4 separate regions of the Mus musculus genome follow, and regions 1, 2 and 4 are each linked to region 3. Evidence: chromatin contacts called from public Micro-C and promoter capture Hi-C data. All regions are on one chromosome and are shown on one strand. Each heading gives the region's core, a stretch centred on a gene start, on an enhancer-like site or on the middle of the called end of the contact. The rest is flanking DNA. Distances are from core to core; before and after follow the strand shown.

Region 1 (2,754 bases), core at 145-2,644, 990 kb before region 3:
GAGAATGGAAACAAAGAGAATTTCCCTAACAGTGGAAAGATTTGGGGAAATTGATGGAAAGTAGGGAGAGAAGTCAGACATGGCTGTGGGTAACCTGGCCTGGGAACGTGATCCTGTAGTATTTAGAACATGGGTACGGATAGATAAATGCTACTTTGAATGACACCTGAAAGAGCCTGGGTGAGGCTGGAAACGTGACTGGTACCCACAGATATTTGGATAGCAGTTATATTAAGGTTTACCCTGCTTGGAGAAGCAGCCACAGATGGCACTGGATAGCCAATTCTGGTGCCACCGGTTTGTAATCCCAGCTGTTTGGAAGGCTGAGGCAGGAGAATGTTGAATTTAAGGTCTGTTTGGGCTAAACTGAGTTTAAGACCAGCCTGGTTGGACGCTGTCTCAAAAGTGAAAAACAAACAAACAAACAAACAAACAAACGAAGGTGCTGGTAGAGAGGGTTGTGAATGGGATGCAGCTCATTGGCAGGGGCCTTAGGTTTAGTCCGCCTACACACACAAATCACACTGGCTAAATCGTCTTTATCCTCAGTCCTATAGAGGAAGCCTTCTCAGATGTTCAGATTCCCACAACTTCCTAATGTCCCAGAAAGCTGGGTACATTTCACGAGGACAAAAACTTTTTTCTTTAATGTCTTCCCAGTCCTTGAAAAATTAGTGCCGGAAACCTGAAGAATTTCTGGGGTTCGGGGTATCAGCAACCCCAGACCCTTTGTGATTCTGTGAACCCCAGTAGAGGACAAGGACTAAAGACAAGTTTCTCTGAGCCCAGTAGGTTAGACCAGCCAGACATCAGCCATGGGCCTTCAATGTCACAGGTGGTGAGATTGTTCGCTTTTGGTAGAGGCCTCCAAATTCCTTCCCGGTATTTCCAACTTAATAGGAGGCAGTGAAAGTCATGGGCAAACAGGCTGGAGTGAGGAAGGGGGCCTGCCAATGAGTCATTTGGTCCTGGCCATTGCTTTCACTTCTGGGATATTCCAGCATCTCTCTGGGCTGTTACTTAAGCATAAGGATTATCAATCATTTGCTTCCCTAGTTCTGCCAGCAGGGTCGCCAGGAGCGCGATGCAGACCTGCCAGCCGCAGGGGGCCTTATCCATTCATCCATTTACCCACTCACCCACCCTTTCACCCACCTACCCATCCACCCACCCTCCGCCAAGCCCTTCCTCCTGCTTAGCTCAGTTTGGCTCTCCAGGCCTGCGGCGGCGCGTGGGCTTGCCAGCGCGGGGGACAGGGCCTGTGCTCCCGAGGGGTTGCGGGGTCGGGAGGCCGGGGACACCCAGGGGTGTGGCGGCGGCGAAGCCGAGCCCGTCCGAGCCGGCACCTTCGGGCGTCCCTGTCCCACGTGACTGTCGCCTCCTCCCTCCTCCCAGTCGCGCGCGCACGGGCCAGGCGTCTCGACTCCCGCGCGCGCTCGACTGGTCCCAGTCCCCGGGAGGAGAAGCGGAGGAGGGAACGAGCGAGGCGGCCCGGGGGAGCGGGCGCGAGCGGCGGCTGCCGGGGCCGCCTGTGCACCGCGGCGAGGGTGGCGGTGGCCTGAGCAGCGCGAGTGTGATGAGGCTGCCCTGCCTCGCAGCTCCGCTCGCAGCCAGCTGACAGCGCCTGCCCTCAGCACACCCGGAGGGGAGCCGCGGGGCCGTGACCTTGGCCGAGGAGGTAACCGGAGGGAGCGGAAGGGGAGGAGGCGGCGCCACCTGGAGTCCCCGGGACCCCTGGTCCCGCACCCGGTCCTCGCCCTGCGACGACGGGAGTCACGGTCCCCAATGAGTGGCGCGCCCGGCCGGCCGGGCTGGGGCGCTGCGCACGCCGCGGTCCACGGTGCTGAAACTGCTGCCCGGTGTGGCCAGTGCCTGGATGAGGGGCAAGGCTGCCTGCCATTTGCTGCCTCCGAGAGCAAGGGCCGAGCAGGATGAGCTGGGACCCAGATTTCTCTGCTCTTCTGGCTGATTGTTCCAGGCTTGTGCAGTTAGCTTGCTCTCGGAGGTGAGCCAGGTGATTGCTCAAGGCTTGACTTCCCATCAGCCTTGGGTTGCTTGGACCTAATTTGGAAGCTTTCTTCCAAAGATTAGTCAGGATCAGGTCCAGACTTAGCGCACCGAGGTGGGAGCACAGAGGAGCCATGGGCTGGCAGTGAAAGCAGGTGAAAGTGGAAAAGCCTATGTATGCCCAGGCTGTGTGGGGAGCCCAAGAAATGGAGAACAAACATGTGCCTGAAAAGAACACTTGTGGGGAAGGGGCCTCTGTCGCGCCTGCCATGGGAAACTAGCTGGCTACTAGGAGAAAGTGGGCTGCAGCGGGTGTTGGCTTTCTGCCCTTTGGGGAGAACCGCATCAAGTGGAGCAGCAAGTATCCAGGGAGAACAGTGGGTATTAGGGAAGTGCCAACCATGGGGTTTTTAAGTAAGTACCTAATACTTTTAAAAAGAGAGTATTCACAAAATGAAGTCCACAAAAACCTTAGCTAGCTGACTATTTCGAACTGGAAGGTTGTCTGTTGAGATTTCCTGGGGCTACTACAGATGTAAACTTCTGCCTTTGTATTTCTTTAAAAAAGAAAAACTCCATGTCTGGTGTTCTCCTCATCCCAGAAATGAAAGAATTCTTCCCGTGGTTTGGGTACTGTGAACATGAAGGTGTGTGTGTGTGTGTGTGTGTGTGTGTGTGTGTGTGTGTGTGTTGGCGGATGTCTGTTCCCCCCAGGACTACCAGGCTCTCACTAGAGGCTCTCTAATT
Region 2 (2,852 bases), core at 156-2,655, 970 kb after region 3:
GCCTGGGCTCCATAGTCAGACCCTGCATCGACTACCAAATAACAGCAATAGAGATAAGAAGTCAAAGTGTAACATCACCACTTTGCCACATCACAAATTAAACCATAATTTCTTTCTCTGATGCTGTAATTTGGAATGATCCATACAAAGACTGTCCACAGTGCTTGTCCCAGCTTGGTACCTTTGGCTACCTTGTGGCTATGTTGGGCTTCTGCAGCAGGGATAGGCAAATCCACTGAGACATAAGCAGGAACTGAGCGGAAACAGTAGGATCAACTTCCCCTGGCCTTTCTTTACTACATCAGTTCAAAAGATGAAGAAAGGAAAAGGAAAAACTACATTGGCCAAACAAAAGAAAGATAAAGATGGTATTTTCCAACCTCCATCCACCATGAATAAAGGACTGCAATCAGAATCAATGGTGGAGACACAGCACAGGTCCAGTGGCTTAGCTCTCCCAAGAAAAGCTTCTCTGGCTTTCCTTCCCCTTCTCTCCTTTTTGAGATTAATTAGTATTTTATGTAGTCTAAGAAACTAGTGAAAATGGCACCTAGTCAGCAAATCCATAGTTTCTAGTCATCTACATTGTTTCAGAAATACTTCAAGGTAATGCAATTCCCAATGATGGAAACATGAAAGGATGGCATGTTTTTAAAAGTTCTTAACTAAGGCAATCACCAGTTAAAGAATACTACTTTCCAAAGCCGGGTAAAAGATTTAAACCTAAACTGAGCCTGGTCTACAGAGAGAGTTCCTGGCCAGCCAAGACTACACAGTGAGACTCTGTCTTTAAAAGTAAATAAATTAACAATAGTAGTAGTAGTAGTAGTAGTAGTAGTAGTAGTAGTAGTAGTAGTAGTAACAGAAAAGAGGAAAGCTAAAGCCAAAATCCTTTCTGCTTACGTGAGGTTGGAGTCCTATGTTTCTAACAACATTGGTACTCTGGAAAGTCCAGGGAACTAACAAAGGAGTGAAGTGTTTAAACCAAAAGCAATTTCATCTCAGATTATTTTTTCTTTTTTGAAATTCATTCAAGAGCAGCTAGCAATTGCCAATTTCTCCTGCTGCCATCTGCATCCTGAGCAGGAAAGAAAGAGACCTGGTGACTTAGCTTTGCCTTTTGGGGATTCATCTTTATTTAAAAGAGAGCACATTCCTGGTGACTCCCTTGTGAGTTTGTTGGATACAGAGCTTTTATATTTGGTTCTTGTACCTGTAAGATTTGTAAGAAAAGCAAAACATATCAATGGAGTGTAACTGTCTCTGACTTTCTTATGGTGACTAAAAGGTATACAGGAAAAAACTGTCGAGTTTCAGTCTCTGAGGAAATCGAAAGCGATGCACTCTGCTGGGAGGAGAACTTGCTATTTCTTAGCTCTTCTGCCCACAAAACAACACCCAGCTGAGACATTCAGCAAGCCTCAGTCCATGGAGTGAGTCTAACCTGAGAATTTCTGTAGATTACATTTTCCAGTTCCCAAGAGATTTATTGGTTTATCTTCTTCACACACACACACACACACACACACACACACACACACACACACACACACACCAACTCCTCCCAGTCCCCAACAAACTTTAAGAAGAAGAAGGACAAAAGAGAAGAGGAGGAAGAGGAGTGGAGAAGCCTCTAGTCCTGCCCTGTAGAAGATCTCAGCTTTACATCCTTAGAGAAACATCCAGCAAGGTGAGTTCTACCTGTTTTCTGTAGATATGGTAGATATTGGCTACATCTGTAAAAACAACAAGGACAGTGAAAAGACCTTTGCTGGTTCTTGTGGAGGAGGCAGTGCTGATCTGGTGCCTGCTGCACTCAGCAGTGAGCCCACAGCAGCCGGATTAGGGTCAGTCACTCAAAAAGATGGCAGACATCTTTAGTCCTCCACCACAGAGGAATGAGCTAAGAATAAAACATTTTGCATATTTTAGATTGTTTAATGAACTTTCTAAGTATAAATCTGAATAAGTGGATAATGTGAAGGCTATAATTAGCTCGGATAGGGAGTTCATGGTTATCTGGGATCTGTGGGTGAGTGGGAAAAAGCCAAGATAGTGACATGAAAAATTATTGTGAATAAAAACTGCCTCTGGACATGAAATGAATTTTCTAGTATCCTATCACTAGGAAGTTTCTCAGGATCATAATATATAAACACACAATGGTTTAACCATTTCCCAAACACATTCTGTTTGTTCTCTTCTTCACACCTTTCTAAAGGTGGTATTTCCATTATTGGTAATTTCTACCATCACGAAAGTTGTTTTTGGCCATTTTGTTTTCCTTTTGGTTCTCTAATGGTGAAGTGTAATAGAGTGATGGAAAGTTAATTAGAACACATGTATCTTGCCCATTTATAGAACAGTTTGAAGAATACGTGTACCACAGCAGAGGACTTGGATAGAAGCTCTTAATTGATTTCAAAGTTCTGTGAACATTAGACCAGGCTCGCTAAGTTTATTAATTATTGTAGCTAAACTTTCTAAATCACTGCAAAAGATTTTACTTATTTTTAACAATCAAGAGATGTACTTCTTTTTTATTTATTTTTATTTTTATTTTATTTTATTACATTTCAAATGTTATCCACCTTCCCAGTTTCCCCTCTTCAAACCTACTATCTCATCCCCTCTTCCTCTGCCTCTATGAGGGTACTCCCTCACACACCCATCCACTCCTGCCTGCCTGCCCTGCCATTCCCCAACACTGGGGCATTGGGCCTTCACAGGACCAAGAACCACCCCTCCCACTGATACCAAATAAGGCCATCCTCTGCTACATTTGCAGCTGGAGCCATGGTTCCCTTCATGTATACTCTTTGGTTGGTGGTTTAGTCCCTGAGAGCTCTGGG
Region 3 (2,961 bases), core at 418-2,917:
GCGCCCCAGCAGGTGCACGGAGCCTCCTGCCCCTGGCGTACGGACGCCCAGCTCCTCGGTCCAGTCGGCTGAGCGGCTGAGGCCGCCCGTGAGGCCACCCTCCAACCGGTGCTTTTTTGCCGGGGCTGCAGCAGAGGCCAAGGCGGTTCTGGAGCTCCGGCTCACGGAAGGGTCCGGCCGCTTTTTGATCCTAGGACTCTGGTTGGGGGACTGGGACGGGGAGTGATTAGGAGAGCTGAGCTGCCGAGTGGTGGTCTTGATGTAGCAGGGGGTGATGAGTGGGTAAGGTTTGAAGCAGCGTGGGCTGGGCGCAGGGCTTCCAGGCAAAGAAACGACTGCGGAGGTAATGGATTCTCGCATGCCCTCCTCCGGCTCTTTCTCCAGCCTCTGTGAGGCTTCTTCCACCTCTGGGACCCATTCCTCCCCTGGAGAGCCGCGGGGGGCATCCTCAAAAGCATCCTCCTCGCACTCCTCATCTGTGTCCCCAGTTCCAGCCACGGGAACTCCGGCGGCTCCCTCCCCTGGCCCAGCCTCCGGAAAGGTGAAGGCTGGTGATGAGAGAGAGTCTGTGACTGCGGAGGGGGCGGTCGCATAACCTGGTGTCTCGGAGGTCAAGTGGCTTCCGGAGGACGGAGGATGCTCAGGCACCAGAGACTTGGTGGTCTCAGGCAAGTCAGGTCTCACCGGTAGTGCCTGTACTGTGTCCTTTTCAGCCTCGCTTCTAGGTCCCAGCAAGAACTGGTCCAGGCCCAGAAAGGCCCCAGGCTGAGGGGAGATGGCAGTGGGGGGCGCTGCAGGCTCCTCGGAGTCCTGGAGCAGCAGCTTCTGCTGCTGCTGCTGTTGCAGACGAATTGCCTGCTGGATGTCTGAGAGCAAATCCTCCTGCTCCGTAGCGGAGTGGAAGCTGTAGATGTCCGTGTCTGAACCAGAACTGGTCCTTTGTCCATCTTGCGCTCCAGCCGCAGTTTCCAAATCCTCCGCGGTCGCCTGGATCCCTACCCCAGCCTCAGCAGGCCTAGAAGCACCGGGATGGATCACCTCGAAAGGGTCAGCACACTCGGTATCCGATAGGCCTGTCTCCTCAGCGGAGAGGCTGAGGTCCGGGGTCTTGGTGACTATAGAGTGAGCGCTGTCCAGCTCCCCAATCGGCAGGGCCTGTGAGTCCAGCACATCCTCTCGCGAGTCGCAGGCACCTTTCCCCTTGGTCAGGTTCTTTCTGATCCGCAGGTTGGAAAACACCGAGGCTCTAGAATCGGACTTGCTCTTCTTCTTGCTGGTCTCCCCGCTGCCCCCTCCCCCCTTGCCGTGCTTGCCAAGCGCCTTTTTGCTCCCGCTCGCCTTCTTTGTGATTTCCGCATCCCTGGGCCCCGCGGCATCCTCGGCTCCGCCGCCTTCGTGGGAGGCATCACCTGCGCTTCTCTTCAGCTTCCCATCCTGGTTCCCCATGTTTCAACCCCACTGCTGCGCCGCCGCGCCTTGGGGTCCTCAGGCCATCTCGGCCCTGGAGAGGGCCAGGGGAGTGTCCGGGACAATTCAGGCAGCTGGGCCGGCCGTTGGGAGCGGAGGCCGAGGAGCGCCCAGCTGGCCCCGCTCACATCTGCTGCCGCTTTGCATAATGCGCGGTGGCTCTCCCGGCTGCCGTCCCTGCGGCTGTGGCTGCGGCCCTGGCTGGCGGGCGCGAACATGCTCAGTTCAGCGCGCACTCCCCACCAATGGCTGCACAGGACTCAGCCTTGGCCTGGCTCCCCGCCCACCGCCGCCGCCCCTTCAGTGCCCCCTTTGGCTCCTCCTGCAACCAAGTAGGAAAACCCGTCTATCTCTAGTACTTCATAATTGGGGGTGGGGACAGCAGGAGCTGTCTTTATGTATCCCAGACTAGATCGAATTTAGAATCTTTCTGACAGGTTATCTCTGGGACCTTCATCTCCACCTTGAAAATAAAACATGTTGCCCTCTTTTCAAGAACTGGAATGTTGGAACAGTTTGATGAAACTTCAAAGCTCGCAGACCTGCAAAGAGAAAAACACAGGAGAAAAATCGAAGCCTAATTCCAGGTCAGAAGTACCATAACATCAGGAACACACACACACACACACACAGAGAGAGAGAGAGAGAGAGAGAGAGAGAGAGAGAGAGAGAGAGAGAGAGAGAGAGAGAGAGAGAGAGAGAGAACTTCTGTATGGCTCCAGTTCAAATACTTGTTGAATGGGTGGACTGTCCTGTCTGTCCTGTCCCTTAAATACTTGACCATGGCTTTGCACACTCTTAAGGTTTGTGAACATGCTACTTAGGGAAAGGTTCCTTCCCCAGACTCTCTGCCTGATACACAAGCCTCTTCAAGAACAGGACGTTAACTGCCATTTCCAAAGTGGTTTTGTGAGACCTTTCTGGACAGAGAAAAGAGAGGTAGGGGATGCTGAAAATACTGAGATTAAAGCTGATTAACATGCTAATCTCCAAAATTCTATGTGTTTACCATATAAATTAGACAACATTTGTATTTAAAAGGGGTGCATGAATTATAACTCCCAGGAGGTCAAACTCATCAATATTAAACATGTCACAATGTGATGCTGTATAAAAGGAAAAAGAAAAAAAAATGCCCTTGGTACAAACACAGGAAATTAGACATTGTGCTATAAAGGATGACCAGTTTCTCAAGCAAACCCATCCAAGCACACTTTGTCCAGGGCCAGGGCTTCCTAAGTTTTAGACCTAGATAACAATCACTTTTTCTTACTGTGAATTGTCCTCTTTATTTTAATGACATTAAACTATAGTTTTTGTTAAATGTCTTAAAGCTTCATTAGTATTTTAAAAGGCTGCAAACAATAAAAGCAAAAAAAAATCATAAAAGTAGCATTTGTAAAACAATGTTACTCTTTGTTGGAAATCCAGACAGCAATTACCATCCTTTCTCAAACTATGATCTTTAAAACAAGTGTTCACTGGAGCAGGTGG
Region 4 (2,940 bases), core at 278-2,777, 760 kb after region 3:
GGCAAGCTCTCCTCTGGCAGGGAAGGTTCACAGAAGAGTTAGGATCACGTCTACTTCTTATCTGAGAATGAAGGCCCAGGGTAGTAGGAATGTGTCCCAGAACATCTGTTGCTTCTGAGGCCCTTGTTCTCCTGCACAGACCTGGCTTACCAAACATTTACTCTTTACCACGAATAGCACAGCTACCGTACTTGACTGAAATACACATTAGCTACCTCTGCCTTCCTTTCCTCATCCATTCTTGTCTCATCATTGGAATCTTAGAGCACCTGCTACCTTCCCAATTCAGTTCTTCCATATAGAACTTACTCCCATCTACCACAACAGCCAAATTCACTCTAGCTTTGTCTTTTCTCATCTTGGTTGAGCTGAATCTTAAGTCCTATTTAACAGAGAACTGTGGAGATACCCTCTTCTACTTATCTGTTCTGAACCTACAGGTTCCAACTCCTTGGGGGATTGCCTAAAACTATCTGCATATCAGATATTTGCACACCAAGGTATTTTATATTTTTTGGGTTGGTTTAGCCAGAGAAGATGCATACAATGCTCAAGAGACTGAAGGCCCCAGGGAATGGGGAAGTCTGGTGGGATGGGGGGTAGGGGCTGGGGAATCCTATGGAGACACAGGGCTCAGGGAGTGGCTATGGGATTGGGAATACCCAGCGGTTGAATCAGGAGGGGATAAAACCTGGAGTGTAAGAAAAAGAAGATTAAATAAAAATTTTAAAAGAGAGAATAGAGGAGTGGAAACAGAGGTAGTCATGACAGTGGTCATTGTGACGAAAAATCAGCTGAAGAAATCCAGAGAACATCTGGAGCTGACACAGGGGTGTCAGAGAGAAAGTTACCCAGGGCTATGAGGAACTGAAGACTGAGATACTGCTGACTGACAACCAGGAACATTGCAGACAGCTGCCAATCCTTGAGGGTCAAGGACTAAGGCACCTCAGTCAATGAGCTGTGACACCAGCCACTCTCAAGGTGCCAGGATCACAAAGGCACTGTCTGTTTCCAACTGTCTTTGATCCACTGCTTTCAGAAGTTAATTATGAAAACTTCCAAATGCCAGGTTGGCAGTTGATGGTTAAATCCCAGAATAATAAGTCTCCAATCCAAAATCTCAGAGCCACAAGTCTCTGGCTTCTGAAGAGTTTGGCACTTGCAAACCCTGGGGATATTAGACTATTTCCTGGGTCTTGAGTACTTTACTACAATAAAAACTCCACCTTAGCTGTCCACGACTCCTATCTAAGTAGAGCAGAACCCTGCTTAGCTAGTTTTAACACCTTGGTATAGGTACACCATGCATGTGAGTTTTGTGTCTAGTGGCCAGTGTACATCCATTTGCTACAAAAGTCAAAAGGTTAGGACGTTCTTATTTAGTGAGATTTGTCAGAAAATCATGTGAGCCTGACTAAGCTGTGATTTTTTTTCATAGTGACCACAGTGTTTTCAGGAAGTTAAGAGGTTTCCCTAGCCAGGGAAATCGAAAATTAAGAACAAAACTGGGAGGAGTCCTGGCTGTTTCAGCACTGCTCACCCAAGGGAGACAGCACAGAGAGATAGCCAATGCTGCTCAAAAAACAACTCTGAGAGTGTCCTAATCACTAGTGCCTTCCTTTACACCCCACGCTTCAGTTTCTCATTTACTACCTGATCTACCTACCTACTCGAGCCAAGCAGGCCACTTCTTGTGTTGTTGAAGGTCTCAGGATCTGTACATCGCAGCAGAAATATCCAAGGAGGTGAGTTCTCTTTGTTTCTTAAATTTGTGGTCAGATCTATCTATGAAATATAAAGGAACAGAGAAAAAAATCAGTGTTGGGGGGTGAGGGGACCAGGGCTGGTCCCAGCTGCAATCACAGCGTTGAACCTGCTCTAGCTGGTTTCAAATGTTTCACTAGGAAGACAGCACATGTCAGAATAAAGGTGCCACCTCTACTCCTATGACTTTTCATGAGTTAGTGCTTATCAATGGTCTTCATTTATCTTCACTAGAGAAGACTTGGGAGCAAGGTGTTTGTGGTGAATGACTGTGTAAAAGACAAGACAGAAACAAGAAAAATGATAACTAAAATAATGTTAAATGAAAACCACACTTTAATATGAATATACTTTCCAGTTTTGTGAATATACAAAACTTGAGAACTCTCATTAGCCTGTAGAAGAAAATGTCCCACGTTTGTTAATACAGTTATTTAAATAGTGTCTTGACATTTTTATGTTTAGGTTTCCTCTTAGCTCCCTCTTGTATCAGATGTTAGAGTCAATATTTGTCATACTCTCCTCTTCATTCCATGCTGGAGGTGATTTCTAATGGGCTAAAGTTAATCTTGTTCATTGTTATTAATTTTTCCTAAAATTTTTCTAATATTTTTATCGTGTTTTGCCTAAGTTTTTAGTAGTTGAGATATGCATAAATTTAAAACCATAGTCATGATTAGTCAATGTCATTCCTGTTTATATATGTATTATTGCTTGTTATTATTACTGTTTGAAAAATAATTTCATTATCCAAGCCAGGTTTGCCTATAACTTGGCACATAGCTGAGGCCACCCTCATAGTTACAGTCTTTCTGCCTCTTCCTCTTTCTCTTCCTCTTCTGCCTCTGCCTCTGCCTCTGCCTCTGCCTCTGCCTCTGCCTCTGCCTCTGCCTCTGCCTCTGCCTCTGCCTCTGCCTCTGCCTCTGCCTCTGCCTCTGCCTCTGGAGGCCTTTAATCATAGACATCCACTACCATGCCCCTCTTAAATGTCTATGATTAACTTTGTATTTTACTATTTAATGTCATGAGAATGATGTAGTTATAAAACTAAAGTCTGTTATTATTTGGTAATTATATAATTAAAATTGTTTCATTTTCTTGGGTTGAAATTTTTCATTATTAAGTAGTGAGCCTCCAGGTTTTATGATAATTTCTTGGTTTTATGATAATTTC

The links. Promoter capture Hi-C pulls out the DNA fragments that hold promoters and counts their contacts. A called contact is a pair of places that touch in the nucleus more often than the background predicts.
Region 1: a contact with region 3 is called in a Micro-C map of embryonic stem cells, with 2.5 times the contacts expected there. The contact joins the promoter of Rgs7 here to the promoter of Fmn2 in region 3. A contact is called at or near these places in 3 of 39 promoter capture datasets (cranial neural crest, hippocampal neurons and pre-B cells), 2 of 484 Hi-C or Micro-C datasets (both in embryonic stem cells) and 2 of 115 datasets of contacts at active chromatin or transcription factors (astrocytes and neural tube).
Region 2: a contact with region 3 is called in a promoter capture Hi-C map of pre-B cells, with 6 times the contacts expected there. The contact joins the promoter of Ifi214 here to the promoter of Fmn2 in region 3. A contact is called at or near these places in 6 of 39 promoter capture datasets (the HPC-7 cell line, hematopoietic stem and progenitor cells, hippocampal neurons and 3 more).
Region 4: a contact with region 3 is called in a promoter capture Hi-C map of hematopoietic stem and progenitor cells, with 3 times the contacts expected there. The contact joins the promoter of Ifi207 here to the promoter of Fmn2 in region 3. A contact is called at or near these places in 2 of 39 promoter capture datasets (hematopoietic stem and progenitor cells and pre-B cells).

The regions. Positions count from the first base shown.
Region 1 is chr1:175,491,185-175,493,938 of GRCm38.p6, reverse strand. It overlaps Rgs7 (regulator of G protein signaling 7), which reads left to right and starts at 1,394. Exons shown (of 18, transcript NM_001347195.1): 1 at 1,394-1,678.
Region 2 is chr1:173,534,510-173,537,361 of GRCm38.p6, reverse strand. It overlaps Ifi214 (interferon activated gene 214), which reads left to right and starts at 1,405. Exons shown (of 5, transcript NM_001024721.2): 1 at 1,405-1,690.
Region 3 is chr1:174,500,531-174,503,491 of GRCm38.p6, reverse strand. Fmn2 (formin 2) reads right to left here and starts at 1,667. Exons shown (of 18, transcript NM_019445.2): 1 at 1-1,667. The coding sequence starts at 1,446.
Region 4 is chr1:173,740,396-173,743,335 of GRCm38.p6, reverse strand. It overlaps Ifi207 (interferon activated gene 207), which reads left to right and starts at 1,527. Exons shown (of 8, transcript NM_001204910.1): 1 at 1,527-1,748.